Regions from separate parts of the Macaca mulatta genome. Here region 2 is linked to region 1. The links are chromatin contacts, called in public Micro-C maps. All regions are on one chromosome and are shown on one strand. Each heading gives the region's core, a stretch centred on a gene start, on an enhancer-like site or on the middle of the called end of the contact. The rest is flanking DNA. Distances are from core to core; before and after follow the strand shown.

What was found. A called contact is a pair of places that touch in the nucleus more often than the background predicts.
Region 2: a contact with region 1 is called in a Micro-C map of CD4 T cells, with 6 times the contacts expected there. The contact joins two enhancer-like sites. A contact is called at or near these places in 3 of 14 Hi-C or Micro-C datasets (CD4 T cells, fetal cortex germinal zone and fetal cortical plate).

What each region holds. Positions count from the first base shown.
Region 1 is chr6:66,869,253-66,873,610 of T2T-MMU8v2.0, reverse strand. PDE4D (phosphodiesterase 4D) reads left to right here. Exons shown (of 18, transcript XM_078004763.1): 9 at 1,662-1,774. Among named protein-coding and RNA genes, the nearest start is that of RAB3C, 480 kb to the right of the region's middle. Within about 2 kb of position 1,435, at least 23 of the 40 cell types and tissues checked have an H3K27ac peak or open chromatin away from gene starts, as enhancers often do. A contact at or near this core is called in CD4 T cells, where this site is marked.
Region 2 is chr6:66,958,901-66,963,195 of T2T-MMU8v2.0, reverse strand. All of the region lies in intron 8 of PDE4D (phosphodiesterase 4D), which reads left to right. Among named protein-coding and RNA genes, the nearest start is that of RAB3C, 570 kb to the right of the region's middle. Within about 2 kb of position 2,290, at least 37 of the 40 cell types and tissues checked have an H3K27ac peak or open chromatin away from gene starts, as enhancers often do. A contact at or near this core is called in CD4 T cells, where this site is marked.

The DNA of each region.
Region 1 (4,358 bases), core at 186-2,685:
CCCACAACTGGTCTGCTTAGCGAGAGTGCCTCTGGTCCCCTAGGTCAGCCTTTGTAAACAGAACAGACTTCCCTATGCCTTTGAATGTGGTCTTTCCGTTTTCTCAAAATTGTAGTGTAATCTGCGCATGGTGGGTAGAAACACCATGCCAGATTTTCTTCCTTAGCCCAAGATCATCTAGGTCTTGTGCAATTCACAGGGGAAAGGAGTAGTATGCAGGACATGCGTAAATTCTCCTTACCATGTGTTTCTTTCACATTGCTGTTCCTTTAAGATAACTCTTAGGCAATTCTGCATATGAAAATGCAGCCTATTGTCAAATTTGTGAACTATAAAGCGTTCCGATCCCGCAACATTGTATATTTTGTTTGCTTGTTTCTGTCTGCCCCAACATTTAGAAGTCTGGTACTGAGACTGGCTGGTCGTAGAAAAAGGATGTGGTCTTAATAGAAACGCGGGTATTCCCACAAGCCTGCCTCCTTCAAGTAGGTGAATCCTAAACCTTTAGAAACGAACCCCCAGAAACCCTAAACCTTAAACCCTCAGAAACACTGAGGGTCCTAAATAACCTTGTTTGTGAAACTTGGCAGGAAGCAGCTGGTCCTGGAGACGCAGAGGCTCCAGCGGTCGGGGCAACCTGGAGGGCAGTGGCTCAGTGGGCTGCACGGGGTTCCCGCTGGGCAGGTGCGCGGCCGTGCGCGCCTGCGCGCAGGTCCCTCCTAAGCCCCGCAGCGGGCGCGACCCCGGGCGGAGGGCTGCAGGCGCTCCACGCCGGGTTTTCCGCCGCTCTCCTAGCACAGACAGTCCCACAGCAGCCCCACAGATACACACGCTCGCGCCGCGCCTCCTCGGCTGCACTTCAAAGCGAGTGGCGCCCGGCTGCTCCGGGGGGATGGCACTGCGAGGTGGCGGGGCCCCCGGGGCAGAGCCCGAGGGGAAGGACACGGCGGGTGGCATGGACAGGCTTTTGCAATTCGGAATCTTTTCGTAAGGGGGTTGAGGAGGAGCCAGGCAGCGCTAAGGGCCGAGAGGGGCGTGAGGGGGAGTGTTCCCGGAAAGCTGCGGCGTTGGAGCCGCGCTGCGCCTGCCGCCCGAAGAGTTGAGAAAGAAAACAGGAAACGTGGTGGCCGCGCACCCGGCCGCGGCTGATTCATTCGCTTCAAGTGCCGTGCAGAAGGCTCGGCAGGCGGGGCGGGCGTGGGGCCGCGGCTCCGGGCCGGGGACCTAGGAGATCGGGCTGTGGACCAGACGCTCCTCTCCGGGGCGGACACCTAAGCGCGCGCGCCATCCCCTCGCCATCCGCTAGAGTCGGGCTCCTGGACTGGGACTTGGGCCCGTCGCACAGTTGAAAAGTCGCATAGTGGTTTTTACGCCCGCGTCGCCGTGTGAAAGTTGGCTCGCCGCTCTTTGCACGCCCTCCTTGGAGGCCGACCCGTCACGCCAAGCTGGAGAGACCGTGCCTCCCCGAGGCCAGCCGCCCCGCGAGCAGAGCCTCCGCCCCCGTTGCACTGCCGGGCTGGGCAATATGAAGGAGCAGCCCTCATGTGCCGGCACCGGGCATCCGAGCATGGCGGGGTATGGCAGGATGGCCCCCTTTGAACTCACTAGCGGACCCGTGAAGCGCTTGAGAACTGAGTCCCCCTTTCCCTGTCTCTTCGCAGAGGAGGCCTACCAGAAACTGGCCAGCGAGACCCTGGAGGAGCTGGACTGGTGTCTGGACCAGTTAGAGACCCTACAGACCAGGCACTCCGTCAGTGAGATGGCCTCCAACAAGGTAAGCCCCGGTTCTGCTGTCACCGATGCCCCCAGGCTGCTGATTCCCCTGCCGGCGAGCCCGCTAGTACCCATAGCCCCGGGAAATACAGTGAGAGGTTTTTTAGGCTTACTGCATGTTGGCTATTCTGCTCCTTAGAGGGAGGTTCTTGTTTCCATGCCTTGCCTCTCCTAGTCACGCCAGATAAACATTTTCCAAAAGCAATTTGACGTAGTTTAAGTACCTCCCAAGACACAGGGTTCCTAAGTGACATTGTGCCCTTGTAGCAGAAACCCAGTAGGGTCCATTGGCATTGCATGTTTAAAGGTGTTCTTGGGATTCCCGGTTAAAATAAGAATTGGTGGATGTCTGTGAAATCACTTGAATGTCACCACCTAGGGCACTCAAACTCAGAAGAGTTCATCGAACTTGGAACTTTCACCCTAATTCATCTGGTTGTCAGGGTACCCTGCAAGAACTGAGCCTTTATATATTCAGTTGGCCATACACATCCGCAGGAAACATTAATAGAGTTAGAAGGTTCCTTATGATCATTACTTTTGTTTCCATTAATCTTGGAGAGAAAGCCCAGTTTTTCGAGGTCATTTAGTACAAGGAGGCTTCAACTAGGCATCTGTGCCATATGTACTAAGGTGCTGGTCTTGGCAGTTAATGGAGTTTTGAGGGCTGAGAAGTAACCTTCAGCCTGGGACAGCCTTAAAATAGCACGGAAGGCAAGGTATAATGTTTTCAGTTTTGCTGTATTTTTTGGATTTCCTGTTCTTTTTGTCTTTAGTTATGCAAGGAGATAATTGGAATTATATATGTTTATAATGGCTCTTTGCCTGTGCATGTCATGTGCAGATGGCTGAAGGATTCAGCCAGTGAAGACTGGTAATGTGTGACAAATAGTTGCCTCTGCAAGATATTTAAGTATTTTTGGCTATTTACAAGGTCAAGAAGGTTATATTAACTTACAGTTCATCTGTGTGCACATATCTTTCAATGAGTGATACTTTTTTTTTCTAGCTTACTATGGTTTTTATCCCACCTGTTCTCACGCAGTTTTTACAAAAATGCCACAGCATAACAGCCACTTGATTGTCTTATCTATTAACAGTGCTTTTGTAGGTAGCATTGTCAAGTGAAAAGTTAGCTTCAAATAAATAAAAGGGGCTCTGTAGACACGGCCAGCAGATACTAACCTACCCATATGCACACTGACCTACCCATGTCCACACTGACGATCAATTCTGTTTTTTGTCATTTGTGCCTCATTTCTAAATTTGGCACAGCTCCTCATCAGAATGACCAATTATTGCTCTCTTACTGGGACTCTTACCCCCTGCTGTGGCATTAGGTACCTTTGTTCTCATTTGGGTAACAAATTCTTAGTTTTATAAAATACAGGGTTTTTTTTCATAATTTGATTCTTAATAGCAGTAGACATATGCTGAATATGTCCAGTGTCCTAACTGCTAAATGGGAGCACTTTGCCATGGGCCAGAGTTCTTAATTCCATTGTGTGGTTGATTCTGTGTAAGAAAAGGAAGAGCAGAATCAAAAGCCACTTAGCAATGTACAAGCATTAGTGTATGTTTTCAAGATGATTTAACAGTAGTTTTTCAGCTAAATGAATTTGAGCAGCTAGTTGCTTTCCCTAAAATCCGTATTCTTCATGTTGAGACCTATGTTTGGATTTAACACTGAATGTGAAATTTAATAATGTATTGTAAATGACTTCAGCTGTCAAGGAATTAATCTGTACATTAAGATTTAAAAATGTTTTAGGTCATAATAATTGCCTAAAATGATCCCTTCTTTTAAAAGCACCAGATAAGACAGAGATTTAGAAAAAGTAATCTTTACTATGAAGGCCCCAAATTAGACTTTGAGTTAATTTACAGGTTTGATAGGAGAGGTTGGTCTGTTTGGTTAAAATGAAATCTAGGTAAAGCGAGAAGGTAATTTTTTCAAAATGTAGTCATTCTAGCAATGTTTATGTCTTGTGGCTGAAAAATTACGATATTTTTTCCTAGCCCACGACAGAGCTGAATTGAAAAATCATTGCCGTCACACTAATTTTTAACATTAAACTTAGCTCAGCTTAAGCTGTAGCTTAAACTTTTAATGTCCAAGCCATTCATGTGTTCTTTAACTTATTTATTTCTAAATAAGTGCTAAGCTTACATGACTTTTATAGACAAAAAAGGGTTGGCATAGAAAGAAAAGAAACCTCTTGCTAAGGGTTGTAAAGTTACTCTTCTTGATAACAAGGGCATGAATAGGCCACATCCACAAAAGCTGTAAACTGAGTTGGAGCAGCTGATCCCAAGGCCCCTGTGAGTGTTGCCACACCTTCAGTCTGAACTGGAAATGTGTACCGCTTGCATCATCTCCACTCAGTTATTTGATATTTCTTGAGTATGAATGAATGAATCTGAAACATTGCTTTTCGGTTGTTAGTTTTATTACCATCCATTCTTTTTACATATACGTGTTCAAACCAGCTGGTATTTTCAGTTTATTCTCTTTTAGCCTTTGAAAAATTATGACAGTATTCTCTGTTCTCTCTTGAGGTTTTAAAAATTTACTCTAATAGATC
Region 2 (4,295 bases), core at 1,041-3,540, 89 kb before region 1:
TCTCTTTGCCATTCACGACCAGAATGTGATGCACATCTACCAAAAAGAGAGTAGCAAAAGGTGATTTATAAAAGCAGTTATAGTCCTCAGAAGAGAAGGCAAAACTATTGGGGGCAGGGAAAAAGTAACTATGAAGATCATATTTATGTAATCAAGTATTAACTCAATGGCTTGAATTAGGTAGCAAATAAAATATATTAGCAAGCAATGTTACAAACCATGGTGAGAGCTATGTAGTACATGAAGCAGAATGATGGCTGGGCTCAGGGAGCTCATATATTTGGAACCCAGATAAATCTTTGCTTCTTCTTCCCAGAGCCCATCATCACTTTTTAAAAACACATCTTCGCTGGGCTCAGTGGCTTATGTCTGTAATCTCAACACTTTGGGAGGCAAGGCAGGAGGATTACTTGAGCCCAGGTGTTTGAGACCAGCCTGGGCAACATAGGAAGATGCTGTCTCTACAAAAAATAACAAATAACAAAACCATCTGAATTTCATGCATTCCAACATATATTATTTTGTTCCATTCTACTTAATAACCTTTACACTAGTTGTGAAACTCACTGAAAACAAAGGAGAAAATCATTGTAATTCATCTAAACATTCCTGAAATAACACTTTAATCAAGAAATTAAGAAATATTGCTCAGATTTAAAAGAAAATGGAAACTCCCTTGGCAAATGGGTTTGAGGTTCCGTCAGTAGGTTTTGAATCATCAGGAGCAGTGTCGTAGTAGGAAAAGCATACCATTTAGAGAGAGACAGCTTTAGTTTGTCAGTCCTGCCTCTTAATAGGTGGGTGACCTTGAGTAAAGCATGAAGCAGCCTTTGGGCATCAGTTTCTTCACTTAAAGGTAGAAGGGTTGAACCAGGGCCGGGCGCGGTGGCTCACGCCTGTAATCCCAGCACTTTGGGAGGCCGAGGCGGGCGGATCACAAGGTCAGGAGATCGAGACCACGGTGAAACCCCGTCTCTACTAAAAATACAAAAAATTAGCCGGGCGCGGTGGCGGGCGCCTGTAGTCCCAGCTACTCAGGAGGCTGAGGCAGGAGAACGGCGTAAACCCAGGAGGCGGAGCTTGCAGTGAGCCGAGATCGCGCCACTGCACTCCAGCCTGGGCGACAGAGCGAGACTCTGTCTCAAAAAAAAAAAAAAAAAAAAAAAAAAAGAAGGGTTGAACCAGGTGTAAGCTGCTGTCCTTCCATGTTATGACTCTAAATAGCTCTAGATGGAACTATGTTGCACATTTCCTATGTTATTAAACAGCTTCTCTCCGGAACAGTTGCTCCTAATCTCCTAATAAGCTTACTGTGGGTCACTCAGCAATCTTCAAGGGAAACAATCATTATTTGGTTGGTGGGTACTAAGACAATTCTGATGTGTTTGTGTCAAAGATTGGGCAGATGAAATCTAACTAGACATATATCATTCCATCATCATGCTAAATGACCTTGACTCTAAACATCTTAATTTGAACTGTATACATTTCCCAAATGCTTTAGGGTAGATTTGGACCATAATACACTCCACTGTAAATGGAAAAAGCTTTATCATTGCCATAATAATTACCCCCAAACTGCTAGGTAGGAATGCATACTGGGTTTAGTATGTAGTGACTCCCTTGAAAATTCAGCTTTTGAGATCAGATCTCTTAACAAGTAATGAGTATTTAGAGTGAAATGTTTAATTCTTAGTGATACTGTTTTCCTATTCTGCTATTATTATTCAGCTATGATTATTTTCCTTCCCCTCCCAACCTCCTTTTTTTTTCTTTATTAAAAAAAGGAGGAGGGGTGCATGCTGCATTCTGGGGTGCATATGGGTTTCACGTGGGGACCTGGGCTCTGGTTCTCATCCAGAGAGTGAGCTAGGAGCAACTTACACAAGAGGCTCTTAGCCACTGTGTCGGGGAAATCGCCTTATATCAAAAACTGAATCCTTTTAGTAAAACCTGAAGAATAATCAGAAGCAGCATCGACTAGTCTCTAACCTTGGTTGAGGGACACACACACACACACACACACACACACACACACACACACACACACGGCTCTGAAAGCTCAGACACGGAGGACACGCTGTGATCCACTTAGCCCTCTCTTCTCCTTCAGGGGGTCCTTGCAGGACAGAACACTAAGGAACAAAGTCTTAACTGGCAAGCTGCCGGCAGAAGGAGACTATCTGGTGGATTGCAGCGCCAGTTAGGAACGGGGCAGTCCTTTGCGTTTCAGAAATCCGGTCCACATTTTGCTGAGAGCCCAGGCACTGTGAATAAGAGGAGCCTCTGAGGACTGGTTTCTGATGTCGCACTAGGCATGATAAGAATGCCATTGACGTCAGCAGAGTCATCATCAGGGAGAATGGCACCCCAGCTCTTGAAACCACACCAAGCAATTGCAGTGCTTTTGAAAATTAAAAGCCGGTGCTGGAGTGTGGGGGGTGGGGGGGTGCGGTGGGTGGGGAGGGAAAGAAGCAAAGAGGGAAGTCGTGGCTCCAGCTGAACTCTTCTTTCTTCTATGCGTTTCCTGTATTTTAGAAAGGCAGGCTCAGGGCGCTCCTGTGCACACGCCCGCTCACTCACACACAACTGCTGCCGTGGGCTCATTAACCTAAATCGAGGGAGGTGGGGAAAGAAGAAAGAAAGAGAGAAAGAAGGAAAGAATTTAATTCTGTTAACATTTCTGCATGCAGATAAAACAAACTGTGCCACCCAGGTGCTGGACAGAGGCCCTGAGCCACATAAGCCTCTGAGAATGAAATTGCTGAGCTAAAACTGATATGCTTTAAATGTGTGTTGATGAAGAGATTACAAGGGAGGAATTAAACACTTCAAAGGAGCTACTACAAAGCAACAATCACCCTTCCCCCATCCCTCACACATGCACATTACTGTGGACGCTTGCATGTTTGTGTGTCAGCCTGAGAAAATGGCAAAGTTGGTTTAGGAAGGGAACACTGCAGGCATTTTGTGATTTCAGCTTTCACAGGCAGCTCCAAGGACATCACCTCCAGCTATAATTCAAAGTTTACCTGGACTGGAAAATGTCTTGGAGGTTAGGAAGTCTTTGAATTCTTTAGTGTAAATTGTCTCCGCTTTAAAATTCCACAATCGATCAAATCCTTTCATTCTCTTTCCCACTCCCAATTGTTCCACTCTCACTCTCCACCCACCGCCAGGAATATGACAACAACATAGAATAGACTCGATGATATCAGCTGTATAACACGCTTTATTTTACGGCATTGATGGGCAGCTTTCCAAGTCCATAAAAATCTTTTGCTGATCTGATTTTAATATCCATATTCTTCAGTTATAGTAGAAAGAATGATTTCCGAGATGTGGAAATGTTAGCCGGGAAACAAAAGGACATATGCACATAAAGCAAAATCTGGCAGGAAATGTGGATTTAATAAATTGAATTATGTGAAACTCCTATTTCAAATGGACTGATACTAGAGAAGCAGCCCTCGAGAGTTATGCACAGTAGTGATTCTTCTGTTTCTTTTTGAAAAGGAAGAAGCGCTGAACAGCATTCCTTTCAAATACACAAAGGTAGCTAAAGTACAAGCTTCTCCTCTTTCCTATTTGTTCTTTAAAAATTTGTAAAAATTATATTAAATGTGCTTCTTGTGATAGAGTCAATAAAGGGAGAAGGAGTTTAGCCAAGCACCTTTATTGTGTACTCTTAAACTGTCTTGCTTAATGTAATAATGGAAAGAAAGATGGCTAATTGTCTTGCAGGAATTTGGATTTATCCTCTGAAAGGATACAGGTAAATTTGTAACTTGGGTCATATTGGCTATTTTTTGTTCTGCTTTGCTTTCATTTTTGGTTTTTCTGAGGTTTATAAATGGAACCCTTCTTTCCTTTCTTCCTTTTTTCCTTCCTTCCTTCTTCCCTTCCTTTTTTCCTTTCTTCCTTGTTTTCTCTCTCTCTCTCTCTCCCTTTTCTGCTTTTTTTTTTTTTTTTTTTACAATTGTACTCAAAAGAATAAAGGATTCTGAAAATCAGTTCCAGGATCCAATAAAGACCTAGATGGTATATCGCAAGATCAGAGCCCCTTGCTCTCAAATTTATGAATGTGAGGATGTATTATTGTATTTGGGAGATCAATAAGCAGAGCCAGAGCCTTCACACAAGGCTCCTTGCACCCCCTCATCCACCCCACGAGGTTAAAAAGCACTGACTTTGACTTTAACACTGTCAATGCAATACAGAACAACTGTTTCAATTCCCTTCACTATTTCTGCTATGTGCCTTGATTAGATGTTTTCTGACCTGTCTCCCTAAGT